2 separate regions of the Sus scrofa genome follow, and region 1 is linked to region 2. The links are chromatin contacts, called in public Hi-C maps. All regions are on one chromosome and are shown on one strand. The core of a region is the stretch at or near the end of the contact, and the rest is flanking DNA. Distances in the headings are between cores, read along the strand shown.

Region 1 (4,316 bases), core at 1,171-3,670, 190 kb after region 2:
CTCATGCCATCTGGAGGAGAAGCAGAGTCAGGAATGGGAAACCTGAGAGGCCCAAAGAGAAAGAGGCCAACCTAAACCTCTAGGTTCCTGGAATTTTACTAAAAGGAGGAGTCCCCTGCTCTTGCTGTCTCCACTACCCAGCAGATGGGGGCTGGTGACAAATAAGAAGAGCAAAGAGGCTGTGTTTCCTCTGGACACAGGAGTGTAGCATGAGCTCCACAATGTGTGATGTGGCTCCAGGAGCTTAAAGAAAAGTCACAATCAGCTTCCTATATAAATGGAAGATTCTGACCTTGGCAAAATCAATGTTAGTGATTTCAAGAGTATGACAATTCCTTCTTCGACAAAGTTGTTTTATATTGTGGTATTGCTTTTATAGTGTAGTATATATTCATGTATCATCTAGACGTTTTTATCTTTTAAAACTTTTCAAGTAGATGTCATATGTGGCAGGACATGTTGTCTCCTGAACCTTCCTGCTCTGTCTAGGTCATCCAGACATGCAGCCCCTCTTGGGCAGCCAGAAGAGTGCTCCCCATCCATCCAGGAAGGAAATGGGAATAGAATCATTGGTTATGTGGTGAGGCAGGGCCAGACAGGGCAGGAGGGATTCGGGGGTGACAGGATGGAGAGAGGAGCATCCTTAGGATGAAGGGTTTTGCGGTTCAAGAGAGAGGCAGCCCTGCGGGTAGCAGCAGGAAGAAAGAGTGGGAAGGCACCTGTGTGTGGCATGGGGAACAGATGGAGGGACCTGAATATTCTAGAAGCCACTTCCTATTCTCTGGCCAAGGGGAATTTGGATTACTTGGGCCAGAGTTAAGAGGCTGTAGGACGCGTCATACTGGGAACGTGTGTGTGTGTGTGTGTGTGTGTGTGTGTGTGTGTGTGTGTGTGTGAGAGAGAGACAGAGACAGAGAACAGTGAGACTGACGACTGGCTAGTAAGGGATGTACTGTCCCTTCTTCCAACGTGAAAGACAAGGTCACAAGATTATACAACACAAAGAATCACTCCAAGTACATTTCAAAATGTTAATCTTTTATGACAATTTGGAGAATTCCCACAGCTAAGTAATATTTAACACCAACTTTAACTCCAACTTTCTTTTCTATTCAGGAATAATTTGAAGCTTATCAGAAAGAGATATTGTTGATCAGAAACAGAAATAATAACAGTTTTCAAAGGTACTTTAAACCAGACCCATTTGTGTGTATGGATGTGTGTGTACATCCACCGTGCTCCCCACACTTACCCCCTACAATGAAAATACACTGAAAGAGGGGGCGAGGTGGAGACTGGTGGGGTGAAGAAGAACACAGCTGCATTTTCAGTTCCTGGAACGACAGTCCCCAACTGGCCAGTGAGACATGGGACCACAGGCAGGAGTCAGATTGTGTGTTTGGACAACCTGCTCCATTGCTTGGTTTTATTCCCTCAGACAAATGTCTTCACCTTGGTCTTGCTCCCAAATCTCAGCATGAGCAAGTATGAAGACACAAGCAAGCAGCCAAACAGAGCAAAGAGTCATCATGGCAAAGAATTAGCTTACAGTTTCCTGGGGTTTTCAGCAAGTTAAGGGCTGCTCGTGGTGTGAGTGGGTATCTGACTCAATGGCTGTAAATGAAGGCGGATCTTCACACAGACACGCCCCTCTCCCAAAAAAAAGAAAAAAGAAAAGGAAAAAAAAAAAAAAAAACCCTTCTCTGGGACATGAGGTGAAATAGGAGGATTAACTACCTAAAATTGTCAGCTGAAATTCATTTCAGCATAAACTCATTTCAGCCTGAAAATCTTGACAATGTACATTGCGGGGGTGGGGGTGGCAGGGAGAGAGAAAGGAAAAGGAAAGAGAGAGAGAAAGGAAGAAAGAAAAGAGAGAAAGGAAGGAAGGATATTCTTTAATCTGATGAGAATAAACAGGCAGGAAGGGTGTGAAGGACCATGTGTTTTGTGCTGTGCCTTTGAAAAGAGAACAAAACGCAGTGTCCAGAGATAAACGATAAACTGTCATTTTCTGTAGCGACGGTTTTCTTATACATTCTTAAGGAAATGTTGCCACCTTCTGGAAAAAAACACAACAGACAGTCACTGCAACCTTGCCATCCAGCCTGCATATAAACTCAGCTACCTGGGTTAGTCGGAACATTTTGCTTCGACTTCCTTTCTTTTCTGTCATTACGCCTGCACGGCATTGATATACTTAACAAGTCACTATAAAAGCACTAATTGTATGCATAATGGAACAGAAAGCCCATTTCACCAATGAAGCAGATTCTCTAAAGAAGGAACGATCAATCACGCCAAGTTTACCAGATTTTTTCAATCTCATTCCCAGACTCCTTAACTCTTAACGGTTTGAAGACAGGCGAGTAAATCTCAGTTTTTTAGTTTTTATTATTTAGTGTATTTTTATTATATTATCTAGGTTTTCTATTTAGTTTTTCTCTTAATACCCAGTTCTCTTTCAAAAATGGGTTCTAGTTTGCCTGGCTAAATCATCTTGAATTTGATTTTTTCAATGGAGTTTAGTATTCCTAAGTCATGTATTTGAAACATAAAAAAAGAAACGTCACTACTGATATCCTGATGAGTTAAAGGATGTTTGTGTCCTTTTGTCTTTATAGTACTCCCCCACTAGGCAGTGCTCACTAGCAAACGTGTTGTCAATAAATAAGGCAACTGAATGGACGTGCTGTTTATTTGAACACCTATGTGTTTGCCCCTCTAAAGAAAAAATCAAAGAAGGAACCAGCTCACTGATCCAGGACAGGCCACCACCCCCAAAAGGCTGAAAGTCATCTTCCTGCTGTTGAAGCCGCTAAGAGGAAGAAGCCTGCAGATCTAGAAGGGTTCTTTCTCAGCTGAGCGACTACAACAGAAAGACCCACATTCTTGCTCGTTGCCACCCAATAACTGCAGGTGTCCGCAATAATCCTAATATCTCACAGGGCACCTGGCAGAGGAGTTGGGGAAAGGGATGCTGTTGCTCCGAGAAAGTCTATAAGGAGGATGTGATTGGTGTTGATTGACAATGCCGCTCAGCTGCATAAACCCGGCCCCTACATACACCAGGGCGTGAAAGAGGCCTGTTCTCGCGCCTTGAGCGTGTCTTGGGTGCAGCGGGTGGACGGGCCTCTGCTCCTCTCTTCCAGATGGCTGGGAGCACTGTCACCCCGACCCAAAGCGACAGTCGTGTGCTACGAAGTCCCTTGTTTCGTGTGCGCTCACGCTGGGCTGGAGGCAGTGGCGAGGTCGTCTTTGTGAGGGAGGTGAGTGCAAGGAAGGAGAAAGGCAGAAGTCTGACCGACAGTCAGACGGCGGCTCTTTTTGTTGTCCCCAGACCGTGGCTGAGCTAATCACAGCAAATATCCCCTGCGAGGCCACAGATCAGGTTGTGGGTCCCGATAAGTCCCCTGGGGTGGTAGGATGGGCACAGACCGAGGGATGCAGTCACTGCCTGTCTCGGTGTAAATCTCAAATTACGAGCTGGCCTGCTGACTTGAAAGGCACCTCCAAGGCGAACCAGCAGTGTTTCAGTGGCTGCAGCCTCGCACGGGGCCTCGAGTGACTGCCCGGAAAAGCACAAAGAGAAAGAACGAACGTGGGAAATGGGGCGGGGGCGGGGTGTTCGTCTTAGAAATCTCGTTTTGAATGGGGAAGGCCTTGGTACAGAAATGTCTTTGATGCGGGTGAGAATCTGGGCCTGCAAGTGCGAAATTGATTCACTGTCCTGCAGGCACCTGGGGGCTGAGTAGCGAGGAACAAATGCATTAATCACGGCAGGGCCCGTTTGCCAAGGCCCGTAAAGACCACTGCTCCCGGCAGCAGCGGGCATGTGGGCCTCACCACAAACCACAAGCGCCCTGGTTACTCTCTGAAGTCTCATTATCGAGCGTGTGCGTGGGGGAGGGGGTTGTATCTGACTTTTTCTGAAACGTGCGTTTAGCAATATATTGACGCTTTGCTTTATGCTTTTAAAAAGGAGGGGGTGGAATCTTTGGACCAGAGTCGTTACAGACTCTGGGGACCTAGATACACACGCAGGCGCACACAGGAGCTTTCAGGGGAGAAACAGAAAATAATGTTTAGCAATTACAGTCCGCAGCTGCTGCAGCTCTAACGTGTGCGTGCTACACAGGTGCGGCCATTATAACAATGAATAGCACACATTAAAGGTGCCATCCATAGGGGTAATAATACTAGGGTTGAAAAGGTATTTTCATTTGCAGCCTGATGTTAGGCAGAAAATAAAATAAGGCGTTTCACAGCCAGCTTGATGGCTCAGCTGCCACCTGGGAGGCCCAGGCCTGAGATTA
Region 2 (4,407 bases), core at 479-2,978:
CGTTAATTCATCTCCAGCTTGACTGAAGGTGGGAGGTTTGCAGGGTAAAGGCACACAAAATTCATGTCCCTACTGACAGAGGGTTTTTATGCTCATTACTTATCTGAAGGGCTCAATTTTTTTCTTGCAGAGTACACACAAGGCCCTATCGAAGTTCACTGTGCAATTTTGTTTTGAACCATTGAAGGACAGCTTTCCCATTAGAAATCTAACACAGAGACGTCCTTAATTAGCAGACTTTCCTGCAGGGTGGGGCCCAAGCAAGACTCCGGGGACTGGAAGTGTGAATTTTAATGCTTTATTGCAAAAGGAGAGGACTGTGGGCATTCTCGGTATCTAATTTAAGGCGGGGTACATTGGCTAATACGTGAAGCGGTGCACTAATGGCCTACATTAAGTTACAGGTATGAATTTTACATAAAACAGATTAATATTATATGTCATGGTGGAATTTTAAATACTCCGTGCCTATGCATTTTTAATATTTACGTGCTGTAATTTAATGCTTAAGGCAATTGCATTTCTTGAGCCCACTTTTGCGTCTAGATGGGTTAAAGAAAAACCCTACGTTTCGGGTTTTATGTATATGTCCCTTCATCCAAAATCTGCGACCGGCCTTCTTTCTTTCTTTCTTTTTTTGTTAAGCTTTAACGTCTTAAAAACAGGAACGGAAAGGCTACGCATTCCATTCCATCATTATGGTTTCAGCAATCGTGAAAAGGCGAATAATGAAACGGAGGGGTGAGAATACAGAAGAGAACAAACGTGCCTTCTGGAACAACGTCCTTCTTAAGGCACTGGAATCCCAGAGATGGAGTGATGGGTGGCGGAGGGTCCCTGGGCGCCGCACCCTTAGGAGTGGCGGGATAGCCTCGAGCAGGGCCCAGCGCTCCCTCAGACGCCTAGGCAGGGGGAGAGTGAATTCCACCCGCACATTCCCGCAGTTCTTCGCAGGAACTTCTCCCTCTCTTTTCCCCTCCCTAAGGCACACACCAGCCTGGCCCAACTCCCACCCAGCTCTCTTTTCTCAGAGCCCCGACCCACAGCGTTGACGGAATGGAGTGCCCTTCCCATTGGCCCGAGCGTCATTCCCTGAGGTGGCACCGTCCGCCTGATTGGCTGGCCACTCCCGACCCCCCGCCCACCCCTCCACTCGGGTTGCCCGGCTCCCCGCTCCGCAGCACCGCCCGGAGCCCCCGCCCTCGCCGCCCCCCTCTGCGCACCCGCCTGCGAGCCCAGCCAGGCTCCGCGCCGCTAGCTCGGCGACCCGGCCAACGCTCTGGCCCCGCCTCCAGGGCGCGCGGCTTATAAATGCAGCTGCGCGGCGGGCCCAGCAAGAGCGTAGAGGAGGCGCGGTTGTGAGTCGGTTCCGGGAGTGGGGAAACCTCGGGCCAGAGGGAGCGCGGCGGCGACCGGGCTGTAGTCGGAGGTCCGAAAGGAAGTGACTAGGGAACCGGGTGGGCTGCTTTCCTTCCGGTGCTTTTGATTTTTCTTGCCTTTTGGTCCCGGCCCACAGAGCAGAGATCCCCTCGCAAAACGCAGAGCGACCCTCCCGTCAATTGTTGGGCGCGGGATCGCCGGGAGCTTCGCGGTGCCCCGAGCGCTGACCGAGCGCACCGGGCGCGGAGGCAAGGGGAGCGGAGCCGGCCGCGGGTGGGGGCCCGGACCTTGCCTGCCTCCCTCGCTCGCCCCAGCGGGTCCGCTCGCTCAGAACGCAGGGCGCGCGCGATGAAGGCGGTGAGCCCGGTGCGCCCCTCGGGCCGTAAGGCGCCGTCGGGCTGCGGTGGCGGGGAGCTGGCGCTGCGCTGCCTGGCCGAGCACGGCCACAGCCTGGGCGGCTCGGCGGCCGCGGCGGCCGCGGCGGCGGCAGCTCGCTGCAAGGCGGCCGAGGCGGCGGCCGACGAGCCAGCGCTGTGCCTGCAGTGCGATATGAACGACTGCTACAGCCGCCTGCGGAGGCTGGTGCCCACCATCCCGCCCAACAAGAAAGTCAGCAAAGTGGAGATCCTGCAGCACGTTATCGACTACATCCTGGACCTGCAGCTGGCGCTGGAGACGCACCCGGCTCTGCTGAGGCAGCCGCCACCGCCGGCGCCGCCGCACCACCCAGCCGGGACCTGTCCAGCTGCACCGCCGCGGACCCCGCTCACGGCGCTCAACACTGACCCGGTGAGAGGCCGAGTGCCGGCCCCGGGCAGAATCCGAGGGGATCCAGGAGGGCGGTGGTAGGGTGGTCGGACGCGGGCGCTCCCCTCCTCCGGGCAGGGGCTGCCGAGCATGGCAGTTGCGCCCTCCTGTCCTCCTGGCACCCGGGGGCGGCCAGCCGCCGTCTCGGCGAAGAGAGACGGGTGAACGTGCGGGGCCGGACTACGGCTGTGCGCATCCTGGGCTGTCAAGTCCAGTCTGTGCCCGGGGGAGGGGGCGTCCCCCGGCTGCAGGCTGGGGCGGGGGCGTCTGCGGGCCCGCCTGCGTTCCGAGAACAAACCGAGGACCGTGACGAGTGAGATGTTCGCGCCTGCTAACCTTTCCCTCGGTGTTCCGTTGCTGTTCCAGGCCGGCGCGGTGAACAAGCAGGGCGACAGCATTCTGTGCCGCTGAGCCGCGCTTTCCAGGTGAGCGCGCGTTTCCCCTCTCGAGTGTCAGGTCACCGGAGACGCCTGTCCCCAGGGCCTTCCAGTACCAGGCACAACACTGTTCTTTGCTCCCCGCATTTCTGAAAGCAGAGAGCCCGGGAGGCGGACACCCCTTCTCTCTCCCTGTCACCCAGAGAGTAAGTGGACCCATACTTAGCTTTAGTAACTCGGGCTTCACTCTAAATGGTGACCGATCAGCTCCTGTCCCCAACGCCCTCATGCCGCCCCCAGTGACCTAACTGCCCTTCTCTCCACCAAGGGAGGGTATCCTCTTGGGCATCGTGCCCGATGTCCCCTTGCGCAGCCTGACACCCCCGAAGCAGGCAGGGCTAGGGAGTGGATCCCCTATCCGGGCTTCCCCGGGGCCCGCAGCTGCCTGCTCGGCGCCTGGCCGAGCGGCGGGCTGCGGGTGTAGTCTGACCTGGTAGTTTGTTTTGGGTTGTTGATCAAGCATGTCTTGAATTTGGTCGGTGGCGCCAGTTAGTCTGCAGCGGGAAGGTTCACACACCCCCTCTATTCATTCCTTTTCCACAGGTGTGCGGCCGCCTGAGCCCGAGCCAGGAGCACTAGAGAGGGAGGGGGAAGAGCAGAAGTTAGAGAAAAAGCCACCGGAGGAAAGGAAAAAAAAATATCAGCAAATCCTAGAAACGTTTCATTCGTCATTCCAAGAGAGAGATGAGGGAAGAAAAATAAAACTTTCATCTTTTTTTGTTTTGTTTTGCACGTTCATAAACATTCTACATACATATTCTCTTTTATCTTTTCATTTATAACCGCTGTGAATTGTACATTTCCGTGTTTTTTGGAGGTGCAGTTAAACTTTTAAGATTAAGTGTGACCGGACTGATAAATAGAAGATCACGAGTAAATCTGACTTTAGAAACCTACTTTGTGACCAAGGAGCTCAATTTTTGTTTTGAAGCTTTACTAATATACCAGAGCATTGTAGATATTTTTTTTTTTGACATCTATTGTTTAAAATAGATGATTATAAGGGGGCAGGACACTTTCTTTTCCCTGCAAGAATGTTACATATTGTATAGATAACTGAGTGACATTTCATACCATGTATATATAGAGATGTTCTATAAGTGTGAGAAAGTATATGCTTTAATAGACTACTGTAATTATAAGATATTTTTAATTAAATATTTTTTGTAAATATTATGTGTGTGTTTTTTTTAATCTATGGGAATATTTCTTTTGGAAAATTATTTTTCAGCTCAATTGAAGAGGTCTTGATATCTTGAATGTCTTTTTGTTTGGCCTGGCTTTTTAATTTGTTTTTGTTTTGCCCAGCGTCCTGTAGACTCGGAAGTAACAGTTATAGCTAGTGGTCCTGCATGACTGCATGAGATGTTTAATCACACAATAAACTTGTTCTGAGTCCACTCAAATGTGTTTTCTTTAACCTAGATTGAAATCTTTGTATGTGAAGCGTACATGTTGAAAATATGCTTTATCAGTTTCTAAGTACAGGGTCTGATAGTGTAATATATAAAGAGTAAGTGTTTGTTTTTTGTTTTTTAAGTGAGGTCAAAATGGATTCTGAATGATTTTGCATATAGGGTGGGGAAATGCTTGGATCCTATGAGTTAATGAAATCTGCTGTTTTATCAAAGTGAAAAAAGTACTTATCATTCTTCATTTTACACTAAAGCTTAATGTCACTAAGTTTCATGTCTGTACAGATTATTTAAATCATAGAAATGAAAAATGTTCTCTGCTTGCTACCAAAGGACAAACTCTTGGAAATGAACACTTTCTGCTTTCC

Evidence for each region. Hi-C and Micro-C count contacts between places; a contact is called where the count stands out from the background.
Region 1: a Hi-C map of embryonic fibroblasts shows a contact between it and region 2, with 1.8 times the contacts expected there. The contact joins the promoter of LOC106504335 here to the promoter of ID4 in region 2. A contact is called at or near these places in 4 of 47 Hi-C or Micro-C datasets (brain, embryonic fibroblasts and fibroblasts).

Annotation. Positions count from the first base shown.
Region 1 is chr7:15,471,923-15,476,238 of Sscrofa11.1, forward strand. LOC106504335 reads left to right here and starts at 2,421. Exons shown (of 6, transcript XM_021100243.1): 1 at 2,421-3,269. The coding sequence starts at 3,153.
Region 2 is chr7:15,280,228-15,284,634 of Sscrofa11.1, forward strand. ID4 (inhibitor of DNA binding 4, HLH protein) reads left to right here and starts at 1,729. Exons shown (of 2, transcript NM_001123130.1): 1 at 1,729-2,169; 2 at 2,554-2,598. The coding sequence starts at 1,729. The coding sequence ends at 2,598.